Regions from separate parts of the Mus musculus genome. Here region 2 is linked to region 1. Evidence: chromatin contacts called from public HiChIP or PLAC-seq data. All regions are on one chromosome and are shown on one strand. Each heading gives the region's core, a stretch centred on a gene start, on an enhancer-like site or on the middle of the called end of the contact. The rest is flanking DNA. Distances are from core to core; before and after follow the strand shown.

What was found. HiChIP or PLAC-seq counts read pairs in DNA pulled down with a chosen protein or histone mark.
Region 2: a contact with region 1 is called in an H3K4me3 HiChIP or PLAC-seq map of the SCID.adh cell line, with 4 times the contacts expected there. The contact joins two enhancer-like sites. A contact is called at or near these places in 4 of 115 datasets of contacts at active chromatin or transcription factors (CD8 T cells, the SCID.adh cell line, T-cell acute lymphoblastic leukemia and 1 more).

The regions. Positions count from the first base shown.
Region 1 is chr15:62,808,263-62,813,153 of GRCm38.p6, forward strand. No RefSeq gene overlaps it. Among named protein-coding and RNA genes, the nearest start is that of Gm22521, 18 kb to the left of the region's middle. Within about 2 kb of position 1,274, at least 30 of the 459 cell types and tissues checked have an H3K27ac peak or open chromatin away from gene starts, as enhancers often do. A contact at or near this core is called in the SCID.adh cell line, where this site is marked.
Region 2 is chr15:63,251,118-63,255,705 of GRCm38.p6, forward strand. No RefSeq gene overlaps it. Among named protein-coding and RNA genes, the nearest start is that of Gm41335, 100 kb to the right of the region's middle. Within about 2 kb of position 2,059, at least 5 of the 459 cell types and tissues checked have an H3K27ac peak or open chromatin away from gene starts, as enhancers often do. A contact at or near this core is called in the SCID.adh cell line, where this site is marked.

The sequences.
Region 1 (4,891 bases), core at 24-2,523:
AACTAGTTTGCTTTAGGCCATTACCTGGGTCCAGCTGGCCCAGCTGGCCCAGGTGTTGAGGTAGGGATGCACAGACATTCCTGTTAGTACTTCCTTCATGCAAATTCACATCCTCTCTTGATTAAAAAAAATCTCTATCAAATAAGTCTCTTGATAAAATTTTTTAAAGCAAATTCCTTTAAGGAAATGGATCAAGATATACTTCTAAACATATAAAAAGTGACGAAGTGACAATTTAGTAAGATATTAAAATCTTCAAACCCATGAACTTCCTGTTTTACTCTTCAAAAATGATTAAAGAAGACCGTGGTGTTGGAGACGATAATGATAGCCACCACAGTGTAGATAAAGTCAGTAAGAATAACAGGCATTGGAGGCATTCTCAGAGCTTCCTATGTCTAAGAATTTTGTATGCATTTCTGTGAGACCGTTATCCTGTTTCAGTTTTGCAGATAAAGAAATAGGACACTTGTTTGCCTCAGATCACACACATTTTCAAAAGGAGGACATGTGTTCAAATCTAAGTGTGCTTGACTGCAGAGTCTAAGTCCCTATCTGTTGTCTGCCCTGTGTGTGAAAGGAGATGCTGAGCTCTACTCCAAAGATCTCCACTACCTCATGGAGAAGTGAGGAAAGACAAGAAGGAAAATGAGGGGAAATGTCCTCTCAGAAGGGCAAAGAGGTAAAAGATTACATACTCTGTTAATGACTTCTATTAGGCGTTGCAAATCATTCCCCTACCCCACCCCAGACTCCAATAGTTTGTCCGTGTTCATGGCTTAGTCTCCTTGAAAGGTGTTTTTCAACCCATCCATATTCTCTCTAATTGGGTGTCAACTAAAATATCAGTTAGCGACTTCCATTAATAGACAATATTGCAAACTACAAAACATCTTTTCCTACTCTCTAGCTTCACACATGCAGGTGAGTTGCACTGAAGACCAAATATGAAAGAAAGAGAATCGCATTTACCCAGCTCAAGTAAAATGGGTAAATGGCTTTGCAGTCTCCCTCTGCTTGTCTGGCTCCACATGACATCTTCCTTGTGGAAAGTGCTTTATATATGTCACCCTGACCTCCATTTCCTCCCATCTACTATGAAAACTTGCTTAATGAGATTCCCGCCAAAAAGAAAGGTTATCTAGAACTTCAAAATTATTAAGAAAAGGAAGTTTGACTCGCTTGTGGAGGCTTCTCTTAAAGTACTATATATAGCAGTTGCTTTTATGTTCATAGCTACAGAGAAATACAACTTCCTGCTTTCTCTGAAAAATGGTGTTAGAGCTTGCAAGCTGGGGCTAGGCTCTAAAAAAATACTTGCATCCAGGTCATCAGCCTATGTGACTCATTAGAAGTCTGTGACTATGCAAAGCAAAAATGAATTTTTTTTTTTATCGTGGACCTTAGTCTTCACTTCAATTTTCTAATCCCAGGGAATTGTATATATTTTGTCTCTGAATTACTATTTTAATAATGTGTTAACAATAGAATTAGTCTATGACTTTCATCATCATTTCATTCAATGATTTTCCAATATGTATGACCATGTTGCCATTGTTTCTGAATAAATAGGCAAAGACAGAAGAGAACTGGTATTGAACATGGAATTAGAATCTATTTATCTTGGTCAGCTTACTTGTGTTTTTTTTTTTTAAGATTTATTTATTTTATATATGTGAGTACACTGTCAGACCACACCAGAAGAGGACATCAGAACCCATTACAGATGGTTGTGAGCCTCCACGTGGTTGCTAGGAATTGAGCTCAGGACCTCTGGAAGAGCAGTCAGTGCTCTTAACCACTAAGCCGTCTCTCCAGCTAGTCTTGCTTTTTCATCTGCACACAGGCCTTAGGAATATGCAAGTGTTGATAGCGAGACATTTATTAGTAAGGAGTCAGAGTTAATTGAACATCAACAAAATTTATTTTCTGCATTACGCTCTGAGTGTCAAATAAATATTTATTCCTACAAACATGAAAGTCACTTTTCTCATGCATTTTCTCATAATGTGTTATTTTTCATGGGTGGCAAATAAGTTGTTAAAATAACTGAACTACTTTTAAATAATATCTAAAAAAAAAAAAAAAAACCTCAGCTTTTAGTAATGCTAACTTTGAGTAATTGGATAAAGTGTGGTGTCAGACTTCATCAGTGCAAAGTCCCTTTTTCTCTGATTGTGTTCATTAAATTATCTGTTAGAAAACAATGCTGAAGTTGGAATGAACTGATAACAGGTGATTCCTAATGAGATGTGCTGACATTACTTGGGAATGCTTATGGCCAAGATGTGTAAATGAAATCTAATTGCTAAAATATATGAGGCTTAGGAGTCAACCTCTAAAGCTGTATACAAAAATGAGTGCTGAGTAATCTCTAAAAGTGTTAGTATTGGTCTGGGAAAATGACTCAGTGAGTAAAGGGCAGCCTGAGAAAGCATATAGACCTGTGATCCGATCATTAGTGCCCATATCTAAAGCTGGGAGCCGCCATGATTATCTGTTACTGCAGCACTGGAAAGCAAAGACAGCTGAATTTCCAGCTGCAACTCTGGGCTCCAGGTTCATTGAAACGCTAATTAAATAAAAATTTGGAGAGAAATTAGAGGATGACACTGACAGTCTACCCCCAACCTCTCCTCTACATTTGCATATGTGGGCAATCACATGTGCCCACATATGTATCACTCACACACACACACTCACAGCCAGTGAGAGGAAAAAACAAACAAACAAACAAACAAACAAAAAAAAAAACAGGAGGGACTAGGGACCATTCCCAAGTAAGAACAAGAAGAGACACAGCACACAGCATCACAATATAATATGTGGTCTTAACTTAGATCCTAGACCAGGAATAACTGTTATTACAACTTATTAATAGCCAGACATGTAGCTATCTTATGCCTCTAAATCCTCGAATTTGGGAAGCAGAAACAGGTAGATCTCTGTGAAGTCCAGGACAGCCTAGTCTACATAGTGAGTTCTAGGCAACCAAGGGAACACAGAGAAACCTGTTGAAAGAAAGAGACAGGGAGATATTTATTGGGAGAGTTGGTGAAATCAAAATATAATCTGTTAGCCAATTACAAATGCTGTGTTGTTGTCAAATGTAATGTTTTTCTTAAATGTCCAATGACATGGAAATGAATGCCTTTCACTGTTACAAAGTCAGTGTTCTTGTTCTTAGGAAATGCTTGTGTAATATTTGGCAGCTTACTATTACCTCTTTCATGAGGGAGGTAAGGGCAGAAAAGAGGGAGAGAGGCAAAGAGGAGAAAGGGAGAGAGGGGTGGGAGACAAAGGGAGAAAAAGAAATATAGAAAGGGAGAAAAGGGGGAGGGAAACAAAAGGAGAAAGAGAGAGAGGAAGGGGGAGGGTGACGGGTAGGGAAAGAGGGGAGGGAGAGGGGGAGGGAGAGAGAGAGAAGGGAGGAGAAGGAGGGAGAGAAGGGTAGGGGAAGAGGAGGGTGAGGAGGAGGAGGAGGGAGAGGAGAGAGAGAAGGGAGAGGAGGAGGAAGATGACAAGGAAGAGGAGGAGGAGGAAGAAGAAGGAGACTGTCACAGTAGAGCACACAAGTACTTTAGTAACTGAGAAGCTAAGGGAGGATAATTCTGAGTTCAAATTCTGTCTGAAGAAAAATAAAAAAAATTTGAGAAGTGGTAGTCTGGATTAACAGCATATAGGGTTTTTAAAAATATATAATTCCTCTAAAGATTTTTGAGTACCAAATTATTTTAAAACATAAAAGTTGGAACAATTGAGTAAGAAACAAATCCTCCAGGAAAGAGGAGCTAAAATGAAAAATCAACTTGCTATTATGTTTTTAAGTGCTCGAGGGAATTTAAAGTTCTTCTTTTTTTTCATGACTTTCCTTGGCTGAGACTATGGCTTAATTGCTGTGCTAATCCTCTCATGTTCCACCCAGCTAGAGCTTCTTTGACACAGATGGTGACTGAGGCAGGGCAGAAAGCCAGAGAATAGTCAAACAGCTTTCTGAGCTCCCTCACATAGCTTTGACACTTTCCTAACAAGACACATCACCAAGTAATCGAGACTTATTGGATATTTCTTGTGTTCTAACAACCTTTATTGGTTACAAAGATGTGTACAATGTGTCTTTCCTCAAGAAATTTATAGCTAGGTTTGGGAGGGACTCATGCCATGTGTAGGCACAGCAGCAAAAAGCCAGTAGTATCCCCTTGAGATAAGCATAGCTGCTATCAAGGAAGAAAAAAATGGACAGATTTATTTATTTATTTATTTATTTAGCAAGGAAATTGTTTTGCTGTGTGAATATAGCTGTAGCAGATGAGAGTGGCTTTTGGGCTGAGGAAACCATGGTGGTATAAATTATCACTGTCCATCTGCCTAAAGGAAGTCACTGAGTGTTGATGCATTTCAGAATATGCAGAGAACAAGAAGACAATATTAAGGTGAGCTTTCATCAAAGACCTTTGTATTTTATCCTTTATGCCTCAAAGTTCTCATTGTGAGCCAGTAACCAGGTATCAGAGGAGCTTCAAGGCCTCCAGCTTGATAGGCTTCTGTCACCATTGTCTACTAATGAGATTCAGAGGGCCAGATTGTCTCTGTTTGCACGACAAATTCCAGCCATGACCACTAGACAACTGTCCTATTAAGTTGGTTTAGATTTCTATCAAAGAAGGGCACACATTTTGTCCAGAATTCTTTTGTCCTGAAATTCTTTCCTAGATTATTGCTCCCCAAAATTGTGGCTAGGACTAGGCAGATAGCTCAACATTAAAAGTACATTACCACAGCATAGGGGAATGATAGAGCATTGAGGCAGGAGTTGGTGGAGGAGCACCCTTATAGAGGCAAAGGGGAGGACGGATGGGGGGTAGGATGGGGGTTTGTGGAGGGGGAACTG
Region 2 (4,588 bases), core at 809-3,308, 440 kb after region 1:
CCTATAGCAACCCAAAGAGTTAATAGAATAAGCATATAATAGATTATATATTTGACAATCCATAGCCACTACTGACACTCTGTATCTTCATATCTATTCTTCATAGTTTTATGTTATATTCAACTCTGGATACTATGTATCACCTGAGGCAAAGTCATTTTCCTTTAATTTAGGTATGTCTCAAACGCACTCTGGGTGAATACAAAAATTTTCCAGTTTAGAAAAAACTATGACTTCACCACAGGTGAAACAAGAGAAAAGGGCATTGATGCTTTTAGACCACTCTCTATGAATTAGTAATACTTTACCAGAGTTTAAAGCTTCTCCTCGCCTGTGTGGTAGTTGTTTTGGTAGAAATGAGAGGCAGCATATTTTGGAAGTGAAATGAACAGGAAAGTACATCTAGAAAGATGGAGTCTATCTCGATACACAGCTTAAGATCATATGCTTGCTACTAGAAATTCCAAGATATTTATTTCACGTATGATTCTGTAATCAGGTGGGGAGGGGGCAGGGTCGTAGGGAAAGTGTATTTGTATTCCTGAACCACAGAGAATAACTTGCCCAAGAGCTTCAGACTCTGCTTTCAAGATGATTCTTCACATAGCTGGTGACCTGTTACTTATTATCACCCATGAGCAGTTTCTCTGTAGTGATCTCCAACAGTATGACAGCTATGAGCCAAGAAATTAGTACAGGGTATACACATTTCAATCGTCTGGCTTCTGAGATCACATAGTAGCAACTGGGTTGAATCTGTTAGCCTAGGCCTGAATTGTCACATATAGTTTCTACTACATAATGAGGTCATTAGAATGTAATTAAAATGAAGTGATATTAAAACCTATCCATATAATCATCCTAGCCGTGTCTTAGTGTCCAGCATAACCAATGGCTACAGTCTTAGCATTGTAGACATGACATTTTTATTGGTGTAGAAGATTCTATGAAATATCACTCATCTACAAAGTCACAAGGCCTCACTCAGTTTCAAGAAGAGACTCAGATGCTCTAAAGTGATAACTTTGCACTTTCGAAAGAGACATAGAGTGGGAGAGATGGTAGACATCTCCAGGACACAGTAACTTCTTGTAATCTGAATTTTTAAAAAATGGCATAGGGGAAAATCTTTCTCATGTAATGTATATTCCAGCATGAGTCCTATATATACTGTGGTTCAGTGACACTGCTGGGCATATACAAATGGAAACATGGCTTTCGAAGAAAAAGAATGGGAATGGTCAAAGTGGCATGACTTGTAGTGGAAACCATCAAGATGATAGGCATTTCATCTGTAGCAAAGGAGTCATTCCTTGTCTCTCAGATACCTTAACTGGGATTCCTGTAAAACCAGCAAAACTTCTAGAAGTTTCCATGTATGAACTCGAAAATAAGGTAATTCAGTCCTTAGTAGAGTGTTGTGAAAAATAACAAAGATCATATATGCTAAAGTTTCTCCTGTGTTACTAACATTTCACCAAAGCCACTTTGTAAATTGAAGACAATGATAGACATGTCAAAGGGACTCAAGCTTAGAAAATAAATTAGTGAGTAAATGAATGGATGGATGCTATTTCTTGTCACGCTTATATGTGCAAATCTACCAAGGCAACCTAAGTCAATGAGATACTATTCTGTATTTAAAAGTCATACAGCTCCCCGCAGGAACTCTTGACAGTTATTTAGCCCATACTTGGCAAGTTAGTATTGGAATCTTAGAAAAGCAAAGAGACAGAATTGCCTTAGGTCTAATAACTATCTAGTGGCTTACCTCTGCTCTGGGATTGCAGCTGGAAATCTCTTGAGAAAACGCCACCCACATGAAATTCCATTGCTTCAGGTTTCAGTGAGGGAGGGAGACCACAAGTATGGCCTTCCTGTTGGAATTTGGGAACTTCCACTCAGATCCAAACCAGAAGCAGGAAGCTCAATGCTTGCTTAGCAAGAAAGGGAGATGGATTTGCAAACACTGCAGCCCAGGCTTGCACAGACATAGCTCTTCCTTTGTCTATCACTCTCCATTTTACTAATGGTCCCAGCCTGCCAAGAAAGAATGTACATCTCTATGGCATGGAGCCAAACTGTCTCAATCACTCATAGTGTGCTGGAATTCAAACACAGGTGTGTCTGTCTAATTGCAGGTCTATTGTTCTCACATATGAACATTGTTTTGGGTTCAGACCTAGGGTGAGAGATAAGTATGCTATTGAAAATGGAGGATGAAGAAACACAAACTTAAAATATCCAATTCAAAACTGAAAGGAATCTGTGTTTTTATCAGACAGAAAAAAAAAGCATCGGTGGGTTTCTTTTAAAAGCTCTTTTCTATTTTGGTTATCTAGGTTAAGTGTTTATGGAGAAAGCCATAACTGAAGGTCATATTAAGAGAGAGAGAGAGAGAGAGAGAGAGAGAGAGAGAGAGAGAGAGAGAGAGAGAGAGAGAGAGAGAGAGAGAGAGAGAGAGAGAGAGAGAACACTCCAGGAGGACTAAACAGCATGAGCCAAAATGTGAAAGAGGGACCGCAGGTTCGGGAGATGAGAGCTTTCATTGGGAGAATAACTAGTACTACTTTTACTCAAAGTGTTTGAGAAAACAAGTAGTAAGAATAGTTTATTAAATACATACTATAAAATTAAGCCTGTGCTAAGCACTTCAGGTGTTTCTAGTCTTTTTGATTAACTGGGAAATTTTTGGTAACTTCAAAAGATCAAAGAGCTACAAAAGAGTGAGGTCGTATTTCTAACTTTGTTCTGACCTGCCTAGAGGATGATGATTTAGACTCCAGGAGATCAAACTTATGGCAGGCACACTTCTGGGTAGGAAGAGGAGGATTTTAATACACAAGTAGGCATCTTTCATTTTTTAGAGCAAGTCTGAAGCAGGATTCCAGCGAGGTGGAAACTGAAGATGCTGTAGCTGGGGACACAGTGAACACCAAGACCACAAACTAGCCAGGCCAGGGAGTGAGTTCCCCAGAGTCTCTCATCCTAGGAGAGAAATGCTACTCATCTGTTTGTGAAGTACTCAGTGCCAGTGCATGGAAGCTGGTTCTGGTTATACATACCCCAAACTGGCACGAGGGCACTATCAAGGGCATTCACTGTCAGAAGCAGAACTAGAATTGGAAGGAACTGCAGGTCACTTAGGTTCTAATTACACTGGCAGGTTCTAATCACCCTGACGTCATCGCTGGATAGTCTGTACTTCAGCAGCCTGCCTCCCAAACACAGTGTTTCTCTGAGTGATTCTGAGAACAAATGAATTTATTACCCTTTTCCGTCAAGAAGAAATTTCTTCTTGAAATTTTACATTTAGATATAAATGTGAAAATTGTCTCCCAGCATTTCTGTATTCTTTGCATTGCATTTGTTGCTTGAATAGAGGCCTTCATTGACTGTCCTTGCTCCTCCCGCCATCTCTATAGCACTCCATTCTATTCTTATGATCCTTTGTATTCTGCCTTGAGTGAATACAGTAGCCTTGGGAGCAGAAATCACCTATTTTAAAACACCCAAATACTGGGTGTATTACCTTTACTTTCAGTTTCTTCCAACTTTCAATAGCATAAACAAGATACACATTTTTTGCATCTAAGTCTCCATGCATATTTATGAATTTCTGTTTGCCTAGGAATGGAGTTACTTTCATCTAACATTTGAAACTCTTGGAACATTCTTTTTTTCCCAACGTATTCCTCAACTGCTCAAATTTTATGCCCAGTAAAGAATTTAAATACTTTCTTTAAAAGTGAGTTAATGAAGGTTAAAGAATTTTAAGATTTGACGAAGGAGAGGGCGCAGTTGTTCAGTGGGCAGGTGACTTCATTTGCATGCTGTTCTTAAACTGACCTTCTACTTCTTGTATTCTGTGACACTATGTCCTACAGTGTGGTACTCTTACCAGTAAGTTTGCAAGTGGAGTTGGCCATTGGGTGGCACCTTTAAATAATGGAAAGTGGGAATGGAGAAGTAACATAGTAGTTGCCCACTGATCCTCCACTTCAGGCATTACCACTGATGAGTGCTAGCCCTCTCCCCTGAAATTGGTCCTACTCCTTTCTAGATCACTCATCCTCTCTGATCCAAGCTCTCACATGATGACTCCATGACATGTGATTCCTGGCTAACTGGCTGTTTCAGCATCTGCATCCCGATGTATACCTGCCCTGTATATATCTCACTAAGATTGTTCCTGCCACTCATGCTTGCCAAATGCCTACTGATCTCCCATTTGTCTACATAGACTTTTTAGACCTCCTTCAAAATTGGTGACTTCTACTGTATGCAGAATGAACACACTATAGCAGCACTCAAATGACCTTTGCTGCACTTGCATCTATAAAAAGCCTGAATAGGTTTTTTGTTATTTCTTCCTCCTTGATCTACATTTAGGTGATAACTGTTTGATTCTACCTCCCAAATGTGTTCTCTCTTTCAGAATACTTTAAAAAAAATGTCTGGTCTGAAACCTAATTGACTGAAATCATCAGCTTCACCACAGTTCACTGCACTCACTCAGAAAGCTACTCTTAGAGGCAATTTGACAGAGCTGTCCTTTGAAACTGGCATTTTCTAAGTGTTCTTCTAA